Linked DNA regions of Macaca mulatta: region 2 is linked to region 1. A link is a contact called in public Micro-C data. All regions are on one chromosome and are shown on one strand. The core of a region is the stretch at or near the end of the contact, and the rest is flanking DNA. Distances in the headings are between cores, read along the strand shown.

The links. Hi-C and Micro-C count contacts between places; a contact is called where the count stands out from the background.
Region 2: a contact with region 1 is called in a Micro-C map of CD4 T cells, with 9 times the contacts expected there. The contact joins two enhancer-like sites. A contact is called at or near these places in 4 of 14 Hi-C or Micro-C datasets (CD4 T cells, fetal cortex germinal zone, fetal cortical plate and 1 more).

Annotation. Positions count from the first base shown.
Region 1 is chr7:175,059,190-175,064,876 of T2T-MMU8v2.0, forward strand. No RefSeq gene overlaps it. Among named protein-coding and RNA genes, the nearest start is that of PPP2R5C, 45 kb to the right of the region's middle. Within about 2 kb of position 1,377, at least 4 of the 40 cell types and tissues checked have an H3K27ac peak or open chromatin away from gene starts, as enhancers often do. A contact at or near this core is called in CD4 T cells, where this site is marked.
Region 2 is chr7:175,235,669-175,241,608 of T2T-MMU8v2.0, forward strand. PPP2R5C (protein phosphatase 2 regulatory subunit B'gamma) reads left to right here. Exons shown (of 15, transcript XM_015144500.3): 8 at 2,651-2,710; 9 at 5,706-5,814. Among named protein-coding and RNA genes, the nearest start is that of DYNC1H1, 77 kb to the right of the region's middle. Within about 2 kb of position 2,548, at least 5 of the 40 cell types and tissues checked have an H3K27ac peak or open chromatin away from gene starts, as enhancers often do. A contact at or near this core is called in CD4 T cells, where this site is marked.

The DNA of each region.
Region 1 (5,687 bases), core at 127-2,626:
GAGTATGGAACAGGACGTGGTCAGTGAGGGCCAGTGGGAGGCAGCGTGAACAGTCACACTGGTGAGAACTCATCGAGGTCTGCCCACTGGGTCTGAGCAACAACCCCTGACCTGCCTGCCCCACCCCAAGACGCCAACCGGGCTGCATCCCCTCCCCTGCTGGCTGCAGTGTTGAAGATTTGGAGGCTCTCCGTCTTCCGCAGGCATAGAATTTCAAACTGAAGCAGACTGCAGCGGAACCGCTGACCCGACACTAACCGTACCCATCCCAGCCCCTCAACAGGCCTGCCAGGGGGTAACTTCCTGCCCCACTCACCCCTGCAGGACACCAGCTCTCCATTCCTCTGGCTCCCGTTGTCAACCTCTCGTTCCCACAGTGGCTGCCTCGGCTCATGCCTTCGTGTGTTTCTCCCTTGCACTCTCCCGGGCCCCTGACCCAGCTCTGCACCCCTCAGCTCTCCCGCCGCTGCACCCCTCAGCTCTCCCGCCGCTGCACCCCTCAGCTCTCCCACCACTGCACCCCTCAGCTCTCCCGCCGCTGCACCTGCCCACATTCCCCAGTCGGAGCCCCCTGCTGCCCGCGGCCACCCGGGCAGCCTCTCAACAGGAGAGTTTCACCAACACCCAGCTCCATGTCCACTCCTCAGCAGAGCCACCCTCAGCTCCCAGAATGCCACCCTGTGCCCCCTCTTTGGCTGGCCTGCAAGGAGTCTCTGTGCCAACAAGGAAAAGGCACCCCTGCTGGCCGCAGGACATGGGCTGTGGAGTGACGTGTCTGCCCCAGATAGTGCCCAGTTGTAATTATCTCACAACCCGCAGTCTTTACTTGTCTGACTTCCTTTTTAGACCATGGGCACTGCCAGGGCAGATCCCTAGACACTCAATAAATGCATCTTTATTTAGAATGGACAGGTGCAGTTATCCAGCGGGCACAGTGGAAGTGGGGATGCAGGAGGTGCCTGTGAATGGGCAGCTGGGGAGATACTAATGTGGGCAGGGAGTGGAGAGGAGTTAGGAAGGAAGGGAGGGGCCGTGGCTCTGGGAGTCACAGGCCAGGCTGTGGTATGAGGGTCAGCATAGAGGGCAGGACCAGAGGAGACCTCCCTGAGACTGCACAGAGCCGGCTTGAGGGACCAGCCCCTTAAAGACAAATCCTCTAGAGGCTGTAGAGTTTCCTTGAGCTGCCATAACAAAGCTCACAGGCTGTGTCCCCCAGCCACCCCTCACCCCCCGATTCCTATGTTGAAGCCCTCACCCCCAGTACCTCAGAATGTGGCTGCATTTGGAGACTGGGCCTTTAAAGAGGTGATTCAGTTAAAAGGAGGCCTTCGGTTGGCCCTAATCCAACCTGGCTGACGTCCTTAAAAAAAAAAAAAGAAAGAAAAGAGGTGATTCAGACACACAAAGAGACAACAGGGATGTGTGAGTGCATAAAAATAGAGCATGTGAGGGCGCAACGAGCAGGCTCAAGGGATCTGCCCACCTCAGCCTCCCAAAGTGCTGGGATTACAGGTGTTAGCCACTAAGCCCAGCTAGAAATTTTCCTTTGGTTAAAGTGGTTTAAGTTTCTGTCATTTGCAACCAAACGATTTAATAGCTAAGGCCCTGGGTGGCATTTTCTTCTGCTCAGGCTGCCATAAGAAGTGCCACAGACTGGGTGGCTTAAACAGCAGAAGCTTGTTTCTCATAGTTCTGGAGGCTGGAAGTCCACATCAGGGCGCCCGTGAGGTTGGTTTCTGGGAAGGCCTCTCTTCCTGGCCTGTGGGTGTCATCTTCTCACGGCATCCTCCCATGGCCTCTTCCCTGTGCACGCTTAGAGAGGGGATGGTCTCTGGTGTCTATCCTCTCCCCATAAGGACGCCAACCCTATTGGCTTGAGGCCCCACCCTTGCGGCCTCATAACCTTAGTTACCTCCCTGATGGCCCTATCTTTGAATGTGGTCACATTGGAGGCCAGGGCTTCAGCACTGGAATTTCTCAGAGAAATTCACTCTGTAACAGGTTGAATTGTGTCTGCCAAAATCCATGTGTTGGAGTCGTAGCTCCTAGCATCTCAGAATGTGAACTTATTTGGATACAGGGTCATTGCAGATGTATGGAAGTGAAGATGTGGTCATTAGAGTGGGTCCTAGTCCACCTGACTGGTGTCTTTATCCAGAAGGGGAAATTTGGACACAGGTACGCACACAGGGAGAGTGCTACGTGCGGACTGGAGTTCTGCTTCCCCAAGCCAAGGAACCAGCGGAAGCTCTGAGGGAGGCCAGGAACAGGCCCTCCTAGCGCCCTCAGAGGGAGCACAGCCCTGCCTGCACCGTGGTCTCAGACTTCTGACCTCCAGAACCGTGAAGGGGTCATGTCTAGTCCAAGCCACGATATTAGCCAGCCAGGGCTGCTCTAACAAATCCCACAGACGCGGGGCTTCAGCCACAGAAATGTGTCCTCTCAGGCGTTCGAGACCAGCCTTGGCAACATGGTGAAACCCCTGTCTGTACAAAAAATACCAAAAAACAGCTTGGTGTGCTGGCACATGCCTATAGTCTCAGCTACTTGGAAGGCTGAGGTGAGAGGATTGCTTGAGACTTGGAGGTTCAGGCTGGAGCCAAGATCGTGGCAGAGTGAGACCCTGTGTCAATAAAAAGGAAAAGAGAGGAGAGGGGAGGAAAGGGGAGGGGAGGGAAGGAGAAGGGAGGGGAGGAGGGGGAGGAGAGGGGAGGGGAAGACAGGAGCGGGGAGGGGCAGGGAGGGGAAAAGAGGGGAAGGGAGAGGCCTAAGGAGGCATGTCACCTGAATGTCACGTGGAGTCCTGAGTAGAATCGTGGAACAGGGAGAGGACATGGGAAAAACTAAGGGAATCTGAATAAAAGGTGGACTTAAGGTGTCAATAATGGTGCTATAATGGTGACAAATGTACCATATGCTGTGAGGGGAGGGGAGGGGAGTAGGAAGGATTCTTAGCTCAATAACTGAATAGGCCAAGCATAGATCTGGGCGCAGCAGTCTCCAGGGCTCTTCGGGCCCCATCCCTCTCTGTTTCCACAAATGCCTCTCCCAGCGGCCCTCTCCTCCCTGGGTTCTGTCCTGGAGTGACTCTCCAGGTGTGCGCCTGTCCCCTCAGCAACTTCCACAGACAGGAAGCACTCCCTCCAGAAGCTCAGGGCTAAGGTGTTGAGAGACTCACAGAGGCCAAGCAGCAGTTTACACAGGACACAGTGACAATAGGACATAGTGACAACGAGACACAGGACACAGTGACCACAGGACACAGTGACGACAGGACACAGTGATGACAGGACACAGTGACAACAAGGCACAGGACACAGTGGATCACAGGGGCCAGACACGAAACAGGGAGCTCAGTAGGAGCCCACAGTGATGATGAGGACCCAGGAGGCCCCTGAAGGAGCTCTCAATGGCCTAGGCTGGGACAATTGGGGGCACAAAATAAAACAGTACTGGGTTATGACCCAAAGCAGAAAGCAAACGTCCTTGAGTCTGTGGGGATCCAGATGAGTGACTGGATAAACACCTGGAGAGGGGACAGGAGGTGAATCTCCCGCAGAAGAATTCCACCTAATGTATGCGGAAACACCTCCCTCAGGGAGGAGCAGCAGAACTCCCGGCTCCTGAGCGTGGGCTGCACTAAAAGACGCATCGCAAAAGGACAGCACGGGGGCGGGCCAGGGGGAGGAGCTCCGTTTTTTTTTATTATTATTATATACTTTAAGTTCTAGGGTACATGTGCACAACGTGCAGGTTTGTTACATATGTATACATGTGCCATGTTGGTGTGCTGCACCCATTAACTCGTCATTTACATTAGGTATATCTCCTAATGATATCCCTATCCCCTCCCCCTACCCCACAACAGGCCCCAGTGTGTGATGTTCCCCTTCCTGTGCTCCGTTTTTATTGAAATCCCATAAACATGACCTCTGCCAGGTGGTCAAGGCCAGCATCAACAGGGATAAGTGGCGTGGATGGCACAGACCCTTGACCTCGATGTGATGAAATGGCCTCCTATAACCCCAGTCTAACCATAAGAACATCAGACAAATCCCAACTGAGGGACATCTTACAAAGCCCTCGGCCACATATCCTCAAAACTGTCACGTTGAAACTGTCACCGTCGAGAGGAACCTAAGGAGGCATGTCACCTGAATGTCACTTGGGGGCCTGAGTGGAAGCGTGGAACAGGAAGAGGACATTAGGGAAAAACTAAGGGAATCTGAATAAAGTGTGAACTTAAGGTGTCAATAACGGTGCGGTAATGGTGACAGATGTACCATACGCTGTGAGGTGTTCGTAATAAGGGAGATCATGTGAGAGGTACGGAATGCTCCGTACTAGCTTCACAATGATTCTGTGCCTCTATAGCTATCCTCAAAGAAAAGGTTTATTTAAAAAGAGGGGGCCAAGTTGGGGCCGAAAAGGAATGTTAGATACTCAAGAAATATGGATCTATTAAACCTCACATCAAAAATATGTTCTGAATTCCAGATGGATGTAAGATCCAAACATACATATTTTTAGGCCAGGCACAGTGGCTCTCGCTTATAATCCCAGCACCTTGGGAGGCTGAGGCAGGTGGATGGGCTTGAGCCCAGGAATTCGAGACCAGCCTAGGCACATAATAAAATTCTATCTCTACCAAAAAATAAAAAATAATACTAATGATTAGCCAGGCATGGTGGTATGTGACTGTTGTCCCAGCTACCTGGGAGGCTGAGGTGGGAGCATCGCTTGAGACCAGGAGGTGGAGGGTGCAGTGAGCCGAGATCACACCACTGCCCTCCAGCCTGGGTGACAGAGTGCGACCCTGACCCTGGCTCTTTCTTTCTGTCTCTTCTTTCTCTCTCTCCATATATATATACACACATATATAGACACACACACATATACACGGAGATATACAAAAATAATATATATTATATATTTATATAGAGAGCTATATATATATATATATATATAAAATTTTTTTTTTTTTAATGAAACCATGAGGGTTTCATGGCAGGAAAATAGGGTTTTGGAGGCAGGGAACAGAAGGCTGATTCACACTTCAGCTATAATAGGATATATCCTCTCCATAGGGCATATGCCCTAAATGACTTTGTAACTTTACTTCATTCTCTCCATTTACATCAGGTATACCCAAAGTAACCAGTGCAATCCTCTAGGGGGTAAAGTCCCAAAAATTCTGCAATGGGGCCCTTGAGCCCCTATGCTCAGGCCTGCCCCCACACTGTGGGGAGTACTTCCATTTTCAATAAATCCCTTCCTTCCTTCCCTGCTTCGTTTGTGCATTTTGTCCACTTATTTGTTCAAGACGCCAAGAACCTGGACACCTTTTACCGGTAATAAAGGTACTAGAGAGAAAATGGAGGTAAATACTTATATAATCTTAAAGAAGCTGGTTGGGCGTGGTGACTCATGCCTATAATCCCAACACTTTGGGAGGCTGAAGCAGAAGGATCACTGGAACCTGGGGGTTTGAGACCAGCCTGGGCAACATAATGAGACCCTGTCTCTACAAGAATAAAATAAAATAAAATAAAATAAAATAAAATAAAATAAAATAAAATAAAATAAAAATAAAGAAGTTATTTCTACATATCACTCCAAAGACAAAAAACAAAAAAGATAGCTTTAACTGCATAAAATATAATACTATATATATGGCCAATAAGAAA
Region 2 (5,940 bases), core at 1,298-3,797, 180 kb after region 1:
CATTTAGAATCCCTTCTGGAGACTTCCATAGCCAGCAGGTTCCCAGCTCAGCGTCTGGGGGGTCTGATTCCCTTTCTGCTAAAAGAGTGAGAAACGCTCTCGCCGGCTCCCAGGGATCTCTGTTTCCCTCCCATGGTGTCCCTGTTTGTCTTCTGCTGGAAAAGGAAGAAGGAAAAGAACTGTCTTTATTTTCTCTTTCTTCTGCCTACTTCAAAGCAGGTTTAAAAAATTAGAAATTAAGAATTTATCAGTAAGAATGTAGTAACATTGATTTAGGAAAACAAAATGGCTTGTAACAGCAAGCCACCCTCATGTAAATGTTAGAGCTGATGGAGCTAGACCAGAAGGGGTTCAGGGCTCTTTGCCTCGGAGGGGCCCAGAGCACAGCTCCCCAAGGCCCCTGCGAGAGGAATAGTAAACTGAAGCCACACGGCTGCAAGGGAGCCTGCGGGTGAGTTTGGTAAATTAAAGCACCTCTCAGCGTAGACACACACACTGACTTCTGCCTGGGCGCAGCTTCCAAACGTCAGGGTAGGCGCAGGCTCAGGGACACCAGGGGAGAGCATTTTCTGTTTCTTGTCATGGCACCAGTGTCGTTCCTGTCACCCACGGCACCAAGCTTTGCCCTCGTGGCGTTTCTCCCTCGCTCTCAGGCTTTGGCCACATGCGTCGTTGTGCTGCTGCGTCTCGCTGCTAACGGTTCTGCTTTCTGGCGCCTGCAAGAGCAGATCTCGGGTTTTTTTGTTTTGTTTTGTTTTGTTTTGAAACAGGGTCTCTGTTGCCCAGGCTGGAGTGCAGTGGCACCACCTCAGCTCACTGCAACCTCCATCTTCCGGGTTCAAGTGATCCTCCCACCTCAGCCTCCCAAATATGTGGGATTACAGGCATGTGCCACTACACCCGGCTAATTTTTATATATTTAGTAGAGATGGAGTTTTGCCATGTTGGCCAGGCTGGTCTCGAACTCCTGATCTCAGGTGTTCTGCCTGCCTCGGCCTCCCAAAGTGCTGGGATTACAGGCATGAGCCACTGTGCCCGGCCAGATTTCGGTTTTTCTAAGCTGGCCTTCCACCCTCTCCACGCATCTTGCCCACCCAACTCCACGTCACCGACCTTTGTTCCAGCCAGAGTTCTTCTCCCTGTCCACACTGCCATTAAAAAAAAAAAATCGGTTAAAATCCTCCTTCAGGACCCAATTCAAGCACCACCTCTCAGTGCATTCTGATCGTTTGGGAACATAGAAATGTTAAGACCCATTCTTCAAAAATATTTCACGCCTGTGGATGTTAAGGTCACTCTATTTCATTTGTTTCAAACAAAGTGAATGAAATTTCAGAGTTGAATTTTTTTTTTTTTTTTTTTTTTTTGAGACAGAGTCTCGCTCTGTCGCCCAGGCTGGAGTGCAGTGGCCGCATCTCAGCTCACTGCAAGCTCCGCCTCCCGGGTCTACGCCATTCTCCTGCCTCAGCGTCCCGAGTAGCTGGGACTACAGGCGCCCGCCACCTCACCCGGCTAGTTTTTTGTATTTTTTTAGTAGAGACGGGGTTTCACCGTGTTAGCCAGGCTGGTCTCGATCTCCTGACCTTGTGATCTGCCCGTCTCGGCCTCCCAAAGTGCTGGGATTACAGGCTTGAGCCACCGCGCCCGGCCCAGAGTTGAATTTTTTAATCTTCTCAAACTTATTTTTGACTTAGAGCTGTCTCGAATCAAATGGTTTTCATCTGATGGGCAGGGATCTTTCAGACCCTCTCACTTCATGCAGGACACCCCTCGTGGGCTGCTCTAGACCAACCCCAGGTGCTCGAGGCTTGGGGCAGGAGAGATTCCTTTGTTTCTGTAGGACCCCTTTTTGGGGAGGACATTTTCCTGTTTCCTCACATGTCCCTGTTCCCTCTCCTTGTCCCCAGTTTATTCAGCAGACGTGTTTTCATCATCAAACAGATGCCAGGCTTGCTCCTAGTCCCGGGAACACAGTCACGAGATGGTGGCCCCATCTGAAGGGAGACGGGCTGGCGCAGAGGGTGGGGTGCCTGTCCCGGGGGTCCCCTAGAAGCAGTGCAGTGGACAGAGACTTCTCAGAGGAAGGGAGCGGGGTCTGTCACAGATGGGTGCTTCAGAAAGATCACACCTGAGCAGCGCGGAGGATGTGTGTGGGTGTCAGTGGGAAACTGGGCAGGTAGAATCAGAGGTGTTCAGGAATCACTCCTACCCTTTGCAGGAACTGTGCTAAATATTGCAGGCTTTAAAATTAAGACATAGGCTTATGTTGAAATATGGCTGAAACGTAAGATGGGTTAACGAATGAGTAAAAGGTGGATGAACAGATGTGTATGTGATCAAGCAGATGGAGCGCATTGCTCGTGGTCAAATCTGGGTGTTGAAATGGGTGTTCACTGTAGAATTCTTTCAGTTTTCCTAGATGCTTGAAATTTTTCAAAATAAAATATTGAGAAAAACATTTGTGCAAGACCTGCCCTTGAGGCATTTACAGCTGCAGGCCTTGAGGAGTTTCTTTGGTTCCTGACGGGCTGTGTGTTTGCACAAATAGACGCGCTTCTTGTTACCTGGCTCCGTGGCTCCCCCTAGGGCATTGTTTTCTTATTCACGTTAGTTCAGTGTCCAATTCTAATTGGAAAATTGTTTTTTCTAGGTTTATTTATGAAACAGAGCATCATAATGGCATAGCAGAGTTACTGGAAATATTGGGAAGGTAAGCCTCTGTGTTATGGGTAGCAAACGGCTGTGGATGGAATTTATACCAGAGTGATCCATTTCATTGAGTTCGGCTGCCCCCTTTAAAGCAAGGCAGTTTAAACCATTCTCTAAAAGAACTCAAATAAAATTTCACTTAGAGCAGGAGTTGGTGAGCTCTTAGATTAGAACATGCCAAATGACAACTCTCTCCCATTTTTATGGGTTCTGTACGTAGATTCTGCTTCGTATACCTCAATATCATTACTATGGAAACAATTCCGGTTATTTCCTCAAGAGCAATGTTAAAAATAGTTACCTAAGAAGGTTTATATTAGAAGCTTGGAAGAATAGATTGTGCATTTGGGGTATCATGTAAATGCTAATATTTTCAATTACTTTGGGTTTTTATATGTATATTTATAAAATAATTAACATTTCAAAACTTTCATCATCTTTATCCAAGTAAAGTTTTTACTCGCCTTTTTTTTTTTTTTTTTTTTTTCTTTTTCTTTTTGAGACTCTTGCTCTGGCGCCCAGGCTCGAGTGCAGTGGTGCCATCTCAGCTCACTGCAGTCTCCGCTTCCCTGGTTCAAACGATTCTGCTGCCTCAGCCTCCCAAGTAGCTGGGACTACAGGTGCCCGCCACCATGCCTGGCTAATTTTTGTATTTTTAGTGGAGATGGCGTTTTTCCTTGTTGCCCAGGCTGGTCTCGAACTCCTGGCCTCAGGTGATCTGCCCGCGTCACCTCCCAAAGTGCTGGGATTACAGGCATGAGCCACCAGGCCTGGCCACTTTTATTTAATTGATAACGCGTAGATTTTATATTAGACCTTCTAACCCACTGTTTGCCAGAGTCCTCAGGGTCCCATGGCTAGTAAGTGTGGAAGTGCTTTTCCCTGCACCTTTGTAGGGCAGTAGTGTAGATGGGCAGCTCAGGGTTCTCGGGAGTCTGTGGTGGAGAAGCCTGGCGCTCTGGGTGGACCTGGTGACTCCCTGCAGCTCCTGAGCACAAGACTCTCTTCTCACAGTGGATCAGGTCCCGCCCAGTAGTTCTGAGAAAAGCTATTCTTGCCATTTTAGATGTAATTTGAAAAAATGTCCTCGTTGACAATTCTACTTTTAGTTTAGACAAACTTGGGTGGGGTTTCTCCTCAGTGCAGTGCAGTGAGTGGTGAAGAGGATGCTTGCAAGATGTGTGACTGTGGGCAGGTACTTCTATAAGCTGGGAGAATCGTCGCATTTGCCTCCGAGGTTGTTGCAGGGACCAGAGCACTGTATGACGTGTGTTCCACAGCCCGCCACGCTGCGTGCATAGGGCCCCTGAGTGTGTAGGGCCCCCGTGCAGCTCCCACCGAGAAACTGATTAGTTGTATCTTTCTTCCAGAAGAGGTTGAGCCTGCGGGTGACCCTGTGAGTGAGCACACCCTCCTTGATGGGCCGCTCCAGGCTCGCCCTTCCCGCATTGCCCGCTATGCCGAGCAGAGTGAATAATGGAAGACTAAGTTAGAGACAGCTCTGTCTACTTCTGCAGCTCAGTGACAGTCACTTCCGTTTGCCTAATCACAAAACCAAGACAATAAACTAGTTGTTTGAGACAAAAACTTTGCTTTGGAGGCTCTAGGTAGGACCACCTTTTCATGCACAAGAGAACAGCTTTCTAACTGATTTTTGTTTTTGTTTTTGTTGTTTTGTTTTTCTTTTTGTGTGTGAGACAGAGTCTAGCTCTGTCACCCAGGCTGGAGCGCAGTGGCTGGATCTCAGCTCCCCGCAAACTCCGCCTCCCAGGTCCAAGCAATTCTCTGCCTCAGCCTCCCAAGTAGCTGGGATTACAGGAGCCCGCCACCACACCTGGCTAATTTTTTGTGTTTTTAGTAGAGACGGGCTTTCACCATCTTGGCCAGGCTGGTCTTGAATTCCTGACCTCAGGTGATCCGCCCACCTCAGATTCCCAAAATGCTGGGATTACAGGTGTGAGCCACCGCGCCTGGCCCTGATTTTTAACCAGCCCTCATCCAGTGTCCACGGGTCTCTGTTACCAGCATTAGAATAACGTATCTGAATTACTCCAGGCAGCAAGAATTCCTACAGATGGATAAGGCTGAGGGAAGGTGCTGGGTGGGGGGTCCCGCGTGAACTGTCCCGTCTTCCTGGCCTGTTTAGGGAGGAAGATTTTGCCACCAGGAGCTCCTGCTGTTCTGGGTAACACCTGTTAACCCAGAGTTTTTAAATCATGTAGTTACAAGGATAAAAATAAATATGCTTCCTCATAGGCATTTAATATTTTTAAACTTTTTGCTGGTATCCTCTTTTTTCTGATACACACACATATGTATATATATAGAGAAAGAATCCTCGGATTTCCCTTGTAGACTGTTGCGGGGACCGGAGCGCTATATAAAGTGTTCCACAGACCCCTGTATAGGAGCTCACTATACTACCCAGGCTAGGGAACAGTGGCGCTTCACAGGTGTGATTATGGCACACTACAGCCTTGAACTCTGGGCTCAGATGATCCTCCCACCTCAGCCTCCCAAATTAGCTGGGGCACAGGTGCATGGCAACATGCTTGGCTACATATATTTTGCCTGCTGAGTTTTGATGGTGAAAACAACAAAAATTGAAAGAAAAACAGCAAGATGTTTGTTTAAAACCTGGAATTTGGGCCAGGCACAGTGGCTCAAGCCTGTAATCTCAGCACTTTGGGAGGCCGAGACGGGTGGATCACGAGGTCTGGAGATCGAGACCATCCTGGCTAACACAGTGTAACCCCGTCTCTACTAAAAAAACACAAAAAACTAGCCGGGCGAGGTGACGGGCGCCTGTAGTCCCAGCTACTCGGGAGGCTGAGGCAGGAGAATGGCGTAAACCCGGGAGGCGGAGCTTGCAGTGAGCCAAGATCCGGCCACTGCACTCCAGCCTGGGCGACAGAGCGAGACTATGTCTCAAAAAAAAAAAAAAAAAAAAACTGGAATTTGTAAATGTTCAAACCAAATAAATGTTCTTTTTACAGTATAATTAATGGATTTGCCTTACCACTCAAAGAAGAGCACAAGATTTTCTTATTGAAGGTGTTACTACCTTTGCACAAAGTGAAATCTCTGAGTGTCTACCATCCCCAGGTAAGGGGCAGTGGGGAACTCTGGGAACACAGCTGTTGGCATTTGATCAGGATTGAATACAAGATAGTGAATCCAGCCTTAACTAAGAGTGCTTTCTTCTTTATACGACACTACTGACTTTGGTAA